3 separate regions of the Mus musculus genome follow, and all the other regions are linked to region 1. A link is a contact called in public Hi-C and HiChIP or PLAC-seq data. All regions are on one chromosome and are shown on one strand. The core of a region is the stretch at or near the end of the contact, and the rest is flanking DNA. Distances in the headings are between cores, read along the strand shown. Region 1 holds the start of 1700017L05Rik (RIKEN cDNA 1700017L05 gene). Region 2 overlaps Igfbp7 (insulin-like growth factor binding protein 7). Region 3 has its middle 110 kb from the start of 1700017L05Rik.

The links. HiChIP or PLAC-seq counts read pairs in DNA pulled down with a chosen protein or histone mark. A called contact is a pair of places that touch in the nucleus more often than the background predicts.
Region 2: a CTCF HiChIP or PLAC-seq map of CD8 T cells shows a contact between it and region 1, with 7 read pairs. The contact joins the enhancer-like site here to the promoter of 1700017L05Rik in region 1. A contact is called at or near these places in 1 of 15 datasets of contacts at CTCF or cohesin (CD8 T cells), 9 of 484 Hi-C or Micro-C datasets (the 63-12 cell line, the AML12 cell line, CD4 single positive thymocytes and 6 more) and 1 of 115 datasets of contacts at active chromatin or transcription factors (large pre-B cells).
Region 3: a contact with region 1 is called in a Hi-C map of uterus, with 2.8 times the contacts expected there. The contact joins the enhancer-like site here to the promoter of 1700017L05Rik in region 1. A contact is called at or near these places in 18 of 484 Hi-C or Micro-C datasets (the HL-1 cell line, the N1E-115 cell line, Sertoli cells and 10 more) and 4 of 115 datasets of contacts at active chromatin or transcription factors (astrocytes, embryonic stem cells and heart atrium).

What each region holds. Positions count from the first base shown.
Region 1 is chr5:77,464,087-77,466,786 of GRCm38.p6, reverse strand. It overlaps 1700017L05Rik (RIKEN cDNA 1700017L05 gene), which reads right to left and starts at 1,299. Exons shown (of 2, transcript NR_131050.1): 1 at 970-1,299.
Region 2 is chr5:77,371,708-77,374,407 of GRCm38.p6, reverse strand. All of the region lies in intron 1 of Igfbp7 (insulin-like growth factor binding protein 7), which reads left to right. Among named protein-coding and RNA genes, the nearest start is that of Gm34648, 14 kb to the left of the region's middle. Within about 2 kb of position 1,372, at least 93 of the 459 cell types and tissues checked have an H3K27ac peak or open chromatin away from gene starts, as enhancers often do. A contact at or near this core is called in CD8 T cells, the HL-1 cell line, the N1E-115 cell line and 1 more, where this site is marked.
Region 3 is chr5:77,578,710-77,581,409 of GRCm38.p6, reverse strand. No RefSeq gene overlaps it. Among named protein-coding and RNA genes, the nearest start is that of 1700017L05Rik, 110 kb to the right of the region's middle. Within about 2 kb of position 1,404, at least 86 of the 459 cell types and tissues checked have an H3K27ac peak or open chromatin away from gene starts, as enhancers often do. A contact at or near this core is called in the N1E-115 cell line, adipose-derived mesenchymal stem cells, astrocytes and 5 more, where this site is marked.

The sequences.
Region 1 (2,700 bases), core at 50-2,549:
CAAAGACCATAAAATCTTAAACGGTAGATAATAAGGTCAAGCCAAGTTACTATTTTCAGCTCTGAACAGATGACGAGACAGGAGGGCATAAATGAGAATTAAAAGAAGAGAGATTCAGAATAGATCAGAAGGTTACCAAAAATAATCAATGGCTGAAATGACTTTCTGGACTCGTTCACTTGTGCTGAAAATATTGAGTCATTGAAAAAGTAATGAGATGATATTCTTGGGAAATGGAATAGTTAAAATGAATGGGTTCAGACGGAGCCAAAGACTTTAATCATCCTAAAAAGAAACACTGGCTAGGGCAAGCTGAGGTTTCAATCTAGGGAGATAACAAGGTAGAGGCTAAGAGGCCTTTGCTTCCTACATTCCACGGGATTAGCAACCCCTTCAAAGGTGCAATACTACCAAGTACTCCCAAGGCCTGCTGTGAATGGTGCATCCTACCGGATGCTAGCAAGAGAAATGAGCAAGGCACACACTAGAAGAGAGAGCTGTAGAGCCACTGTCAGCCAAGCTCCCACGCACCTCTGAGATCATCCCAGTGAACCTGCAAAGGGCCATATCTTCTCACTCATAGTGTCAAGGACTGAACAGTCTAGAAGTCTGGATCTGCCATTGGGCACTTGTAATTCTTAGAGAGCTCCTGTCACCTCTGCAGGCTCCAGCCTCCTGCTCCTTCCTTATTGGATCTCCTCATCTCCTCTAGAACTAGACCTCATGTGTCTGCTTCTGCTTCTCCATGGCAACCCATCAAACACAGGCAGTGTAAGGTGGGCCTTCTTGCTTCCATATTAAATACTGTCATATCCTTCATATGACATGATTTCTAGACGCTTTGCCTTCCTGGCCATCCATCTTCCCTCAAAAGACTCTAAGCATCAATCACTTATGCACACACACACACACACACACACACACACACACACACACGAGTGACCCCGTATAGTAGTTATTGATACATGCCTATTAATCTGTATCCTTTCGCTGTACAAACCATATCTGTGAAGACAACAGCCTTGCTAGATCCTGAGAGTCCCTCTAGGGAATCATCAAACCCGAGGGTAGTACTGGAAACCATCATATGTGTCCCAGGGACAGCCTTTGGCAGGGATGGGCTGTGACGAGCATCTTTGTAGAAAGACAGGGAACAGATTCCCCCCAAGCCTTTGTACCATACAGAACTCTCCTCTGGCAGACCCACGGGCCTCTCATTTGGGACAACTAGGATGGGAAGGAGACAGTGGCAAAAATTCACACAGACCTCCCCATCTGGTGTTCATTCCAGCGTCTGCCGCTCGGTAAGCAAATGTGTTGGCGGGATTCAGGGTTCTCATTGTGACGTAATACATACTCAATTGTCAGAAATCTGGACAGCAGAACGGGGTGTGTAAGAACCAGTTCGTCAGGACCCCACCACCCACGGAAAGCATGACTAAGACTGTGCTAGAGGATTTTTGCCAGTCCGTTTCTTTTTCATGAATATGTAGCTGTGTCCCCAGTGAGACATAACTTTATCATATTTTGTTAGCAAGAAAATCTGCAAGTTAGAAGTCGCCGGCCACTTTCATGTCTAACAAGCCATCTTGGGACACTTTTTTTGCCTCCTGGAAACAATCAACCTGAGTTTCTTTTGGCTTGAGGTTTTCAGATGAAAGTACCCAGCGTCCAGAGACCAGGATGGCAGCCAGGGGGCAGTGTTTCTCTCGACATACACTGCTCTCCACCGCTCCCTCCAAACTGAAGCCACCGTGCCTGGGACTGGTGGAGACAGTGTGAAAGAGGCCTTGACAGGCCCTCGGGATAGCATACAAGGTCCGCTGGCTGTGTCTTCTTCCATTCACTAATAATAGGTTCAGCTGGTCTAAGGCGGGTGCCTCGGTCACTAACTGTTGATGTTTGAAGGTGTTCAGGGCTCAGCCCTGTGCTGAGACTGGAGCCTTGTACGGTATACCATCACAGCATCGTGGGCCTGATTTAAATATCAGCTACATCGGGACCCAGAGCAATGTAAATGGGGAGATAGAACTGGACGGGAAGTTCCTTCACGATAGGCTCGAAAAGTCACCAATAGTCTTGACAGGAAACTCCGAGAGCCACAAGGACTGTACAAGGTTCAGCCTGCCAGCGTTTTATCATGGATTAGAGAGGAGCTCCTTGTATCTTCGGCTCTCCACAGAGCATATCCGCAGTCCATGACAGGGGTGGGGGGTGGGGGTGGTTTCTTCAGTGGAGAAGCCATTGATAAACCACACATGCTCCAAATAACCTCTCACCCATACAAGGAATCTTAATTGGATTCAGTAAGTCAAACACACACACACACGGGGGGGGGGGGGCATCAAAGTAGGATGGGGGCTTGTTGGAAAGTGGGGGGGGGGGTTCAACAGGAAAAGGAAGGGGATGAGACAGGGAAGAGTGTAAAAAGGACTAAAATTTATGATAGACATTGAGGAAACTGTCAAAAATAAATACGAACGATTCTTAAGACTCATTATTTTAATTATGAGTATATGTGGGAGAGGTATGCACCCCTCAGTGCAGGTGCCTGTAGAGATCAGATGAAGGTGTTGTGTGCCCTGAGTGTGGAATTGCGGGTAGTTGTGAGCCTTCTGGTCTTGGTGCTGGAAATCAAATTCTAAACAACTCTTAACCTCTGAGCTACCTTTTAAGCCCAGTAAACAAAATTAGTTTAAA
Region 2 (2,700 bases), core at 123-2,622, 92 kb after region 1:
ATTGTATACTTCACCACTAGGAAGAGACTAGACTTCAAATGTCCTCACCACACTAGGTAGGTAGGTAGGTAGGTAGGTAGGTAGGTAGGTAGGTAGGTAGGTAGGTAGATAGATAGGTAGATAGATAGATAGATAGATAGATAGATAGATAGATAGATAGATAGATAGATAGATAGATAGATAGATGATAGAGATGATGGATGGATAGAGATACATGATAGATAGATAGATAGATAGATAGATGGATAGATAGATAGATAGATAGATAGATAGATAGATAGATAGATAGATAGGTGATAGAGATGATGGATAGAGAGATACATGATATGTAGATAGATAGATAGATAGATGATAGATAGATAGATAGATAGATAGATAGATAGATAGATAGATAGATAGTAGATAGACAGACTGATGGGATAAGAATTTGAAGTGATAAAAATACTCATTGGCTTGGCTTGGTTTTACTCATAAATTATAATATCACATTTATCCCGTAAGTACATACAGCTATAATTTGTCAAGTTGCAGTTAAAGCATGCACCCACAGGAAGGAAGGAAATCATTCAAAGATATGTCAGAGATTTCCTGCACCCAGGAGTTAGCCAGAGAGGAGCGACGTTGAAGGAGTGGCATTGACCGGTGAGAGCCAGGCCTCTAAAAGTGATCTTTCCCAGGCAGATCTTCACTTGCAGTTGCTGAACACCCTTTCCCAATGGAACCATTACCAACTCTGTGGGGAGCTGCTCAGAATCCAGCTGCACGCTTCTGGCACGGGGAGGAGGCTGACCTCTTGGTACATCTATCTCCGGATGGACCTGCCAATTAGAAAATGCTTGCCTGGTGGCACTCCAGGACTCTACAATAAAGAGTGAGCCTCATCCTTGTTGTGGGGTCAGTCCAGGGATGGTGTGAAGATTGTTCTCAACTGCCTACCTTACTGGATTAGAAAACACCTGAGAGAGCCGGGCGTGGTGGCGCACGCCTTTAATCCCAGCACTCGGGAGGCAGAGGCAGGCGGATTTCTGAGTTCGAGGCCAGCCTGGTCTACAGAGTGAGTTCCAGGACAGCCAGGGCTACACAGAGAAACCCTGTCTCGAAAAACCGAAAGAAAGAGAGAAAGAAAGAGAGAAAGAAAGAAAGAAAGAGAGAAAGAAAGAGAGAAAGAAAGAGAGAGAGAGAGAAAGAGAGAAAGAAAGAGAGAAAGACAGACAGACAGACAGACCTGGGAGGTTGATAAAGCATGTTTGCAGCTCCATCTGGGCATTTCCAGAAACCATTAGATCATGCAAGCGGTGGCCCAATCAGGGCTAATCCCTTGATAGAGTTCTAAGATGACAGCATTGCTAGAAGGTGATTCATCTTCGGGGGCCTTTGGAGGAAGTAGCTTAATGAGATGGAATCTTCCCCAGGCCACTGTCTTTATGTCCTTTCCTCTACTTACTGTTCACCAAGAAGCCTCCATCATGTGACCCCGTTACCATGGTGATCTGCTTGCAACCAAGGGGCGGAGCAACCACGGGCTGCACAATATGCCAACATAAACCCTTCCTCCCTTAAATTGTCCTCTCTAGTATTTTTGGTCTCGGGATGAGGAGAGTTAACTGTGTTCTCTCCAGAGCCTCTTTCCCAAGCTTCCTCAACTACCCTTCTCACCGCAGTTTCCTCAACTGCCCTTCTCACCGCAGTTTCCTCAACTGCCCTTCTCACCGCAGTAAACTGAGTTATCTTGCTGGGGGATCCCTGTCCTTGAACCCATCACCTGCTTTCCAGCTCTCTTGCCAGAGAACACAGGAAGATATGTTTTGCTTAGTGTGCGTTTTTTGGAAAGCTTTTCCTCTTTGTTTTTTCTATCTCAGACACATGTGGGCAAGCCAGCAACTGGAAACGGGACTGAGACAAGCCCGGAAGTATGGGCTGAGGTCACTTGGGAAGTTTCTACTCAGGACTGTTTGTGATGTTCTCGAATTCCAGAGCAGGCTGCACTTTTCCAACCCGAAGCTCAGGAGAATTGGGGAAATCACTCACCCAGACCCTCAGTTATCTTATTTGTCCGTGTTTCATCCATGCAAACTGGAATTCTTTCCAAGCTGAGTCTGGCAGCTGACCATCCGCCTAGGAGCACAGGGTGGGATGCTTCATGGCTATCCCCAGCACATTTCTGCTCTCCCAGTCGCTATGCTGTCTGGACGGCCTCAGAGTAAAGATAGGTGAGGTTCCTGCGGGGTTGTTAATCAAATCAAGGAGACGAGTTCATATAGCCCACTGGTTCCTTTTCTCCATCATCTTCAGATGAGCTTAGGCAAATGTGTGAGCCTTTGACCCTCATCTGGCCAAAGAAGGTTTGGGCAGGATGGAGTTGAGGGCCCCTCCAAATCTAAAGTTCATTGACTTCATGGTACTTTCTTACTGAGATTTATTTATTTTGCGTATATGAGTGTCTCACTCAGATGTATATCTGGGCACCATGTGTGTTCCTGTTGTTGGCAGTGGTCAGACGAGGTCACCAGACCCCCTAGAGCCGAGGATGATTGTGACCTGCCATATGGGTTGAACCCAGGTGACCTCTAATGTTCACATCTTACATGTTGACTAAAATAGGAACAATCTGCTATAGAGCAAGTCTTTAGCTTTGTCTTCTGGGTTGTATCTAAACTTTTAAAATGAGATTGCTACTTTTTTTTTTCTGCAAACAACAAA
Region 3 (2,700 bases), core at 155-2,654, 110 kb before region 1:
TATGAAAGGGAAGGGAAGCTGGTTTTTCCTCACATCATACCCCAGACTAAAGGATTAAAGCTCTGATTAACACACAAGGTATTTCCTAAAGAGAAAGTAGCACCTGATGACGAAACTGGGTCATTCCTGCCTGTGCCAACTGAGTGTGGCTTCAAAGGCTTCTAAAGCAACTGAGGATGCCTGCTGGATCTGCTAGATGCAGATGGATCAGGGTTCTCTGGATCAAGCCCAGAATAGCATAGGCTGAAAGTGCTGGTGAAGCCGAGACCTCTCCTTCCTGGGGAGCTGGTGTACGGGGTTCCCTGCCAACTGAGCTCTGGATATAAGAGGACCAGATTGTATACCTATTGTCATAAGTTGGTGTGGAATGTGAAGGACCCAGTCAAAGCTTGAAAGCAAGGACAACCACCTTGAATTCTCAAGCTAGGATCTAGCCTCTGGTGGGCTATTTGGAGCTTAAGATTGAAAGCCAGGGCTCAGGGGGAAACTTGATCCTCCCACCCATTGAGCCTACTTTATCTTGTGGGAGAACAAGGCTAAAAACACTGCCAGCCAGGAAATTCCCCTTACCCTCCCTTACTCACAGTCCATAGTACCTCAAACTGACAGTAAGATGCTGTAATCTAGGTGCCTGTGTCCTTCTCCTAAACCTCTGCCTTCAGCCTGGGAACTCCTGCTGGGAACCCAAAAACAAACAAACAAACAAACTAGCCATTCCTCATCCTCCCTGTCCTTCTTGTGCCTCCCAGGAATAGAGGCAAGGCCAGTGCTCTGGCCATCTACGGAATCACACAAGGGTCAAATCAATGGAAAGTTCCACGGCCCTCTCATTCTGTCAGGAGTAGAAGCACTGAGAACCTGCCTCTGTGTCCCGAGCCTCGGCGCCCATAAACTGTCCCTGGTTAACAAATCCTTCAGGCTTAGAGAAGTTACATCAGCCAACGATGATTTCCAGAGAGCTCGTGAATCCCAGGGGTGGGGATTAAGCCCAGACCCCACTGCACTCTCTCTTTCCAGCACAATTGAGATATAGAACTAAATGTGTCAGGCAGAGACAGACAGAGCAAAGAGCTGAGGAGAAGATAAAGAATAGAGAAATTGGAGCTGTTCTCGGCCGAGATAAGAAATCTTTCTAAGTTGCCCCCTGGCTTAGGTTTAAACTGTACAACGTTCTCCAAAATGCGCTCGAACCCCGTCACCTTCATTCAAGCCCTCGCTAAAACTTTAAATGAGTTATTATGCACATTAAATTGTCATTTAATCGTAGCCAAGCACTGTCATAAAAGCAAATGGAGCAAGCCAAACAGCACGGGGATGAGAAATACTACACGAGTTACATTTGAAAGCACAGGCTGAAAAATGCTCACTTCATCCCCCACCAGGGCCTCCTGTCAGCACCAGGAAACAAACAGCTTTTCTCTCTCTCTCTGGAGCTTGGGAGTCCGTGAATTCCAACCAGTGACAGGATGGTTTGAAGCTGACTGGCCACAGCACAACCCACTATGATTTCAGATTGTTCAGTCCGGTGGTCCCATTCCAGGAAAGGCTGTAAGGCACGAAACCCAGGGTTCCTTTTCAATTAACAAGTGATAGCAATCCCCCTGTCTCAGAAATCCTTAGTAAAACACCAGTCTGAAACTGTCTTGAGTATACATTTAAATGTACTCCCCCAACCCCACCCCCACCCCCCCACCCCCCACCCCCGTTGCCTCTGTAAATGAGTATATTGAAAGACCAGAAAGACAAGAAACAAAAGTCCACATCCCCCTGCCTCCAAACCAGAGGCTGAGGCTAACTCAGTGAGAGAAAGTAACTAACTTGGATGGGGGTGCCAAAGGCCTTAAGGATCTTGGTAAAGAGGAGTTTAGAAAAGATGATTTTAACAGATCATATACAAAAATATAAATCCTTTTTCTTTGGCCTTATGTTTTCATTTTCTTTACTGATTTGTTTTGCTCTATTTTTGAGAAACTGTCCTTCTAAAGATTGGGGATTTTTTTTTCAAATAGTTTCAGAATTTTAAACACAGGTACTGTGTTTTCTTTGGTTTTGTTTTTTAATGTTACACTGGCCCATGTAGTGATTCCGTTTTCTGCGGGTGTTTGTGTTTTGAATCTAATATTTTCTAAGAGTCATTTATCCAATTTATCTAATATCTGTTGAGCGCCAAACACTCAGTCTAGCCTGTAAATAACTCAAAGATCACACAGAACGGCACTGTTACCAAGGAGCTTAACCCAGGATAATCACCATTTAATGGCTAGTATAATTATATTCGATTTAAAGCAGATACTCACTGAAAGAAAAACAGATTGAGTTGTACAGAAGCTCAAAAGAGGGAGATGCTACTTCCAGCTAGGATCAGCCCAAGAGATGGAGAGCCACCATGAAGCTGGCCCTTAATTGGTGGGGAGCTTTTAAGGATGTGGTAGGGAAGAACCTATGACGTAGACGGAAGGGAATCAAAAAAATAATGAAAAGCAACCCCGTGCAAAGAATGGGAGGAAGAAAATGTAGGCACTGTTTAAGTAAACGCGGAGATGTTCTGTTTATCCAAGCTGCCTCTATAAGGGCAACTGTGTGTGGGGGATGACATTAGAAGGCCCTTTCTTTCCTTTGGCACTCTGCTACACTACTCTTCACGCATGTTCAGATCGTCTTTAATTCCTTTCTTTTTTTAAAGCTAAATTTTTGACCAAG